Linked DNA regions of Mus musculus: region 1 is linked to region 2. A link is a contact called in public HiChIP or PLAC-seq data. All regions are on one chromosome and are shown on one strand. Each heading gives the region's core, a stretch centred on a gene start, on an enhancer-like site or on the middle of the called end of the contact. The rest is flanking DNA. Distances are from core to core; before and after follow the strand shown. Region 1 holds the start of Cnbp (cellular nucleic acid binding protein). Region 2 overlaps Rab7 (RAB7, member RAS oncogene family).

The links. HiChIP or PLAC-seq counts read pairs in DNA pulled down with a chosen protein or histone mark.
Region 1: an H3K27ac HiChIP or PLAC-seq map of embryonic stem cells shows a contact between it and region 2, with 25 read pairs. The contact joins the promoter of Cnbp here to the enhancer-like site in region 2. A contact is called at or near these places in 1 of 39 promoter capture datasets (neutrophils), 5 of 484 Hi-C or Micro-C datasets (the C2C12 cell line, bone marrow-derived macrophages, differentiating embryonic stem cells and 2 more), 15 of 115 datasets of contacts at active chromatin or transcription factors (CD8 T cells, bone marrow-derived dendritic cells, bone marrow-derived macrophages and 10 more) and 5 of 9 other capture datasets (adipose tissue, embryonic stem cells, liver and 2 more).

The regions. Positions count from the first base shown.
Region 1 is chr6:87,848,859-87,852,367 of GRCm38.p6, forward strand. It overlaps Cnbp (cellular nucleic acid binding protein), which reads right to left and starts at 2,248. Exons shown (of 5, transcript NM_001347325.1): 1 at 2,046-2,248. Gm44064 (WAS/WASL-interacting protein family member 2) reads left to right here and starts at 644. Exons shown (of 2, transcript XM_030255689.1): 1 at 644-649; 2 at 1,502-3,455. The coding sequence starts at 644. The coding sequence ends at 2,380.
Region 2 is chr6:88,010,600-88,014,589 of GRCm38.p6, forward strand. It overlaps Rab7 (RAB7, member RAS oncogene family), which reads right to left. Exons shown (of 6, transcript NM_009005.3): 2 at 3,039-3,099; 3 at 1,708-1,834. The coding sequence starts at 3,091. Among named protein-coding and RNA genes, the nearest start is that of Gm34872, 7.6 kb to the left of the region's middle. Within about 2 kb of position 2,197, at least 33 of the 459 cell types and tissues checked have an H3K27ac peak or open chromatin away from gene starts, as enhancers often do. A contact at or near this core is called in embryonic stem cells and trophoblast stem cells, where this site is marked.

The sequences.
Region 1 (3,509 bases), core at 998-3,497, 160 kb before region 2:
CATAAGTTCACTTTATTATCCCAAGTATTTAGCAACCTGAAGTTAGACAGTGCCAAAACAAGAGCCCTATTAAGTGAGGCAGTGTGGAAAAGAGCATTCTCCACATAGTCAGCCAGGGTGCCTTGCTTGGTGTTAGTACTCTGGTTCTCAACTTACTGTCAGGAGGGAGTAGAGGGAGGCAAAATCTCTCTGGAAATGCATTCACCTAACAATCACTCCAGCAGTGCCTTATTCACTATATGTTTTTAGGTCTAAAAGGTAAAAAGCCATACATCATTACAAAATCTTAACATTTGCAGTTGTTCAACTGCCAGAATATAAGCCCTTGGTCTTCAGCTGACTTGGCTTAAAACATTTTACAAACTGCACATCTCTTTGAAATAATTTACCTCTTGGTATTAATATGAAAATAATCCAAATACAATAATTTCCTAATGTGAAGTAGGAGGTAAATAGCCAGATATCGTACTGTTAAGAGTTTTAAAAACTTGTTACGAGTTGTAATTTGAGGGAAAAATTAAGCCCTTAATTCAGCCCTTGGGATTCCAATAAATTATTCCTTTTATAGTCCAGCATACAAAGAGTTCCTTGTAGACAAGCAGCAAACTTAAGCTTTAAAAGAAAAAAAAAAGCACCTAGGACTATGCGGGTTACAATTTGATAAGCTTGAATTTTAACCAAAGTAACTTTCAGTTTTTCAGACTTAAAGAATAAAGTGATAAGGATCACAGTTTATGTATCTTTTTTTAAAACTTTCAAAATCTTAAATTCAATATATACTAGGAGCAAATGGCTAACAAATTTGCAAATTTAAAATTAATCCATTGTCATAAGTCTCTCCAGAATTGGGTCAAGCAACAGGAAATGGTAATTTTTATCACATAAAACTACATCTGGGGGTAAATTGGGGATATAACTTAATTCCCTTTTACTTTAATGCAGTCAGATTGAGTGTCGTGGTTTCTTGTCTATTTTGTGTCTTCAAGAATATTGCAAAAACCTAACCAGCCGATTGCTGTGCAATGTCTCCTTTTCCAAGACCCCCACCCCCACCCCAGATGTAGTCACTTCCTCTGAAAGTGCCTGGTGGCCGAGGCCATGTGCTTGACATGTGGCAACAGGCAAAAGGCTTCACCTATAAAATCAACACCTAAACCCAAGTGAGAACGATTAAACCGTCCTAAAACAGGTTTTCACGGTAATGAAAAATCTAGATTGATCTTTGCCAACTCTACTTCCGAGGCTTTCTTGTAATTTATATCCATTTAATCCGAGAAATATTGGCAAGGACTTCTGCCACCCTGATGGCCTTAAAGGCCTGACAACCTACGGGTCCTATCCACCCGGTTCCCGCTCCATTAAAAAAAAAAAGGGGGGGGGGGGGTGAGGGACCTAAGACTTGACTCTCATCGATCCAGGGAAAGGTGGTTTCTTTTGACTAACGATGTCGAATAAGCTGCTTAAGAATACGAACTACAAGAAATCAGGAGTTTGAATAAAGGTCGCCAGTACAGAGAACCGAATCCAGACTCCCAAGCCTTACAGCGGCGTGCGCGGGCTTCGTCACAGGCCAGGTCCTGAGGCCCCGCAGCCGCTGGCACATGGCCCGCCAGGCCTCCACCGGGCGCTCGGCCTGGGGACCTCCACCTCGACCAGGCTCTCGCCCCCGCCACACCGCCCCGTTCCAGGAGTTCCCGCCACACTGGCCCTCGGCGCTAGGCCCGCGCGCGACTCTCCTCGCCTCGGCCCCAAGGGCGCCGGGCCTCGTCGCCACACGGATGAGGCCTGCGTGGCCCTCGGGGCCAAGAGAGGGCCCCACGCTCCAGCCCTAGTGCCAGCGCCGCAGGACGGACAGGACGCCCGCCACAGTACGGCGGGCCAGAAACTGGAGCCGAGACGCCGCTCGGGCCGAGCCCCGCGCCTGACGCAGCAGGGCGCAGGCCGAGGTGCGGCCGCCATCGCGCCTCGCAGTTCCGGCCCTCCGTCCGTCTCGGCCGCACCAACCCCGCCACCTCCGTTGCGCAGGCTACACCCTCGCCTCTCACCTTCGGCGTCTGAGCTGCCCACAGCGGAGGAGACTCGGACGAAGAACCAAGAAGGCGACTCGCAAAGCAGCGGCTGTTTATTTTCAGGGTCCTTGCCTGCGCCACACGCGGGTCTGCACACGGCCCCACACACGCCGCTGCGCACGGCTCTCCTCCGCCTCGCCCACGGATCCAATCAGCGCAGGAAGCCAGGCCAGCCAATCAGAATCGCCCGCTGGGAGCGCGGCCTCGCGCGAGGGCGGCAGGGGCGGGGCGGACTGCTCCACGCCCAGCCTCTTCCGGCCCGCAGCGCTCGCGGCCTTCCCGCCCGTACCTGGGTTCCGTGTCTACGATGAGTGGTTCGCTGCTTTCCTACTAGCAGTTCGTCCCTCGAACCTTTGCTGGTTCTCTCCAGCCTACGGGGCTGATCCGGGCAGTGGTCGCAGCTTGCGGGAGCCAATCTCCCCCTGCCCGGCCTCCCCTAAGCCTGGTGGGGCTCAGAAGCAGACCAGGTTCCAATACACACACACTTAGGTTTGGGGGAAGGTCTTAGTGGCCTGATCATAGAAGCGGCTGTGGCTACCGTTACGGTCCATGAGATGCGTTTGGGTTTTGTGTTTCCTGGGTATAAACCGACAGCGCGCTGCTAGTGCCCCTGGCTTGCAATAGCCCCAAATGAAAATGCCTAATGAGGTTGAAGATGGTGACAGGTGATTTGTGTCACAACACTTCTTGTGACCCATAATGAATGACATCCCTAGGATTTGTGGATGAGAGGAGGCCAAGAAAGTTATTGCCTGGGCTGCCCCATTCAGGAGTGACCGTCGTTTGCATTTCATGGTGTCTCCAAAATAGATTGTGTGTGTAGTCATAGGTCCTCAAAGCAGAAGATAAATTTTTCCTGTAAGTCCTGGGTTTGATTCCCTAGCGTTACCACACACCCTGAAGACAATTTCTATATAAACTAAAGCATTCTAGAACTCTGTCCCGTTTTAATGATTTTTTTAATACAAACATGAAGAATCTGGAAATCTCAAGTCTCTTGAGTTCTAAAAAGTACTAAAATTTGTCTAGATTTTAGTTTCCGCTAGCGACTTACTCTTTAAACTTACACATGGGCCTGCAGAAATGACTTAGAAGTTGAGAGCAGCCAGGCGTGGTGGTGCATACCTTTAGTCGCTTGCACTTGAGAAGTAGAGGCAGTAGGATCTCTTGTCAGTCCAAGTTCATCTAATCTACATAACAAGTCCCAGGTCAGCCATAGCTACATAGTAAGACCTTTGGGCTGTAGATATGGTTTAGAAGAGCATTTGTCTCGCACAAGACTCTAGATTCCATTTCAACAGAAGAACAAAATGTTCAACCATAGTCAGACCCAGTCTCAAAATAAGCAAAAAAAAACAAAAACAAAAAACAAAAAAAAAAAAAAAACACCAGCAACAACACATGCTGCTATTGAAGAGAACCAGAATTCAGTTCCCAACA
Region 2 (3,990 bases), core at 947-3,446:
GCGAGATCATGGACCAGAAGACAAGACAAATATATTGGGATTCTTTTTCAAGAGGTGTTCGTTCGTGCACAAGCCAGTGTACACACTACATAAAATGCCTCAACAACCATGTATACTAATACACATGGGGCATAAGGTGCGCAGACATATGGAAACACTAAATCAGCCTTACAGAACTCAACTTTATAAAAATGTTTTTATTTATGTGTTTGCCTGCACTTGTGCACCAAATTGCCTAGAGAGCAGAAGAGGGTATCAGGTCCCTTAGAACTGAAGTTATACACAGCAGTGCTGAGAACTGAAGCTGGGTCCTCTGTAAAGAGCAGCTAGTGCTTTAAATCACTTTTAATCACCGAGACATCAATTTAGGATAGTCAACAATTAAATAGTTAACTACTACCTTAATATTTGCTATCAGAAGTTAGGAAAACCCAGAAAGATTTCCAAGCTGAAGCACTGAACAAAGGCACTTAGATAAGCTACAGAACTTTAATCCCAGCACCCCAGTGCAATTTATGAGTTCAAGGTCAGTCATGAATACAGACACCAATGCCTCCAAAAGAAAGAAAGATAAATAAATAAAGATATTTTAGAACACAGAAGAAACCGGTAGGTTGCTAAGTTTAGAAAGGAAAAAGAAGGGGCTGGAGAGATGGCTCAACAGTGAAGAGCACTGACTGCTCTTCCAGAGGTCCTGAGTTCAATTCTCCCAGCAACCACATGGTGGCTCACAACCATCCTTAATGAGATCTGATGCCTTCTTCTGGAGTGTCTAAAGACAGCTTTAGTGTATTTACATATAAATAAATCCTTATAGAAAGAAAGAAAGAAAGAAAGAAAGAAAGAAAGAAAGAAAGAAGGAAGGAAGGAAGGAAGGAAGGAAGGGAAGGGAAGGGAAGGGAAGGGAAGGGAAGGGAAGGGAAGGGAAGGGAAGGGAAGGGAAGGGAAGGGAAGGGAAGGGAAGGGAAGGGAAGGAAGGAAAAAAGGAAGGAAAAAAGGAAGGAAAAAAGGAAGGAAAAAGAAGCTAGGCATGGTAGCACAAACCTTTGATCCCAGCACTTGGGAGGCAGAGGCAGGTGGATTTTTCTGAGTTTGAGGCCAGCCTGGTCTACAGAGTGAGTTCCAGGACAGCCAGGCTATACAAGGAAACCCTATCTTGAAAAAACAAACATAAATAAATAGAAAGGGAAAAGAAATGAAAAAAAAAAAGACAATAACTGTAGCTAAAATTAAATTTTACAAAAATTCCTAGTTGTCTTGTAATATAAATTTCAAATTTAGGATTGGGGTGTGGCTCCGTGCTCATGCATGGCGGGAGCATGTGCACTCAGCCTGCATGGGGCTCGGGCTCTGTCTCCACCATGCTCCCGACCGTGCTTTTACTGCTATTTTATCCAACAACACTATTTGCAGCCAATTATCCATTCTCCACAAATATAATGGTAAGTTTGAAAAGCACGGAGGTATGACAGACAGTCTGGATGCAATCAACTGGGCCTACACGAGGGCTCAGCACAGAAGGTGCTACCCAGAGGTGAAGTGCTCCGCACAGAAGCTTCATGACCTGTGTTTAATCCCTACAACTCACAGAAAGGAAGAAAGCAAGCCAACTCCACCCCCACCCACCCACCCACCATTTAAAGAAGACTTCATTTAAAGAAGACTCAGTAAGCTGGCAGTCTGGCTCCAGGCTGAGCAGTGGCTCACCTGCATGGTAACAAGTCTGTCGTCCACCATCACCTCCTTGGTCAGAAAGTCCGCTCCTATTGTGGCTTTGTACTGGTTACTGAACTTCTTGTTCACATACTGGTTCATGAGAGAGGTCTTTCCAACACTGAAATTGAACAAAACCCACATGTCTGAGTCAAATAAGGGACTGAAAGGGATTTGTGTTTACAATGTTCAAAGCAACATGCCTGAGCTAGGAAGAGCGTTTAGTTGGTAGAGTGCTTGCCTGACATACACCAGGCCTGGGTTTAACTCCCGGTACTGCAACAGTTTAAAAACAAAACAAAGCATTTTACTAAAAGAAACACACACAAACTCACTCACTCCTAAATGGAACTTTGTGATAAGATCACTCCAAACGGCTTTGTAATCTCAGGTGTTTATGCATCACTCAGTGTGGTCAAGTAACACCAGGAGGAAGCCACTCAGCAGTATGTAGCCAGAAAGGAATGTTCCAAGACAGGTGTAGCCCCACATGCCTGGAATTCAGTGCTTAGAGATAGAGGCAGCAGCACTGAGAGCCTGAGGCTAGACTGGGCTGCACAGTGAGTTCAAGGGCATTGAGCCACAGTTTTTGTTTCAAAACTAAAGCCCAAGCAAAACAACAAAACAGGGCCTGTTTGATGGCTAAAGCGAAAGGCACCTATTGCCAAGCCTGAAAACTTAATTCAATCCCAGGGCCCCCAGAGCAGGAGGAAAAACAATTCTTGCACGGACCTTCACACCCACACGCATATGCACATACATAATAAAACATTAAGAATGTCCCTCCCAAGGAATTTTTTCACCAAGAAAACTCACCAACCAAGTGTTCAGTAAGATAAGGGTAGGGTCAGGGTAATGCAACCTAAAGAAAGCGCCAATGCTTTCCTTGTTCAAGGCTTTCCACAAAGAGTGCACATACATACAGCCTAAGACAGTAGTGCTTGCCTTGCCAGGGGTATAGCGCAATGGCTGACCAGTGGTCTAAGGTGCTGGTTCTACCCAGTTCTGCAACACAATTAGAATTTACAGAAGTAGAGTGAGGTCTGTAATCCTCAAAGGCCTTGAGACTCCTTTCAGACAGTATGCCATTTCTCACAGTCCTGGGCAGGAGACACTATTCCTATACTCTACCCCACTGGAAGGCACTTTCAAAAACAAGAAAATACTTGTTTGAGGGTTCCTTAAGCATTTCAATAGGCCAAACACAGGAAACCCCAACAGTAAAGGATAGAGGCCAGGCCCAGAGCCGAATGTGGAACTGCCTTGAGATCAGTGAGGATGAAGCTCCAAGCCAATCTGAGGTCAGATTCGTGAGAAACACTTACCCAGAGTCCCCCAGGATGATGACCTTCAGCAACACTTTCTTCCTAGAGGTCATCCTTGAAGCTGTCGGGAGGAGAAAGTGCAGGTGAGCTGAAGAAACATTAAGGCAGTTTTGCATTGTCTACAGTGCAGCCACTCTGGTCTGCCAGGAGCTGAGCCCCAGCCCTCACTCAGACTGGCCCCCGGCCTGTGAACCCTTTAGCTAACCTAACAAGACAGCAGGGCAGGGGCTGAACGGATGCCGGTGCCCTCTCTCTCCTCAAGTGCTGGGTCCATTACTGGCATCAGCAGTTGGGATTAACACTCCAAACAGACTCACAAATCTCACAAGTGAAGATTAAGCACTACTTTCTCAGCAAAGGAACCTATTTCCTTCCTTCCTTCCTTCCTTCCTTCCTTCCTTCCTTCCTTCCTTCCTTCCTTCCTTCCTTCCTTCCTTCCTTTTCCTCTCTCCCTTCCTCCTTTCTTTCATTTTTTAGAATCAGGGTTTCTGTGTGGCTCTGGCTGACCACGAGATGGTCTTTAACTCTGAGACCTGTCTGCTTTTGCCTCCTGGGCATTGGGATTAAGAGTGTGTGCCACCACAGCCAGTTAGGAACCAATTTAAGGAGCGCCCTGTGCTGGCTAGTTTTATGTCAACTTGACACAAGCTAAAGTCACCAGAGAGAAGGGAGCCTTAACTGAGAAAATATTTCTGTAATATTTTCTGTCAACAAGTCTGTAGGCCATTTTTTTAATTAGTGATTGATGGGAGAGGGCACAGCCTTTTGTGTGTAGTGCCACCCCTGCCTGGGATTTTGGTCCTGGATTCTATAAGAAAGAAGGCTGAGCAAGCTATGAGGAACAGTCCAGTAAATAACAATCTTCCATAGCTTCTTCATCTCAGCAACTGTAACCTAAGACACCCCTCCCTCTCCCCCAACTACTGTTTGCTGCTTTAAAACACTTACATAG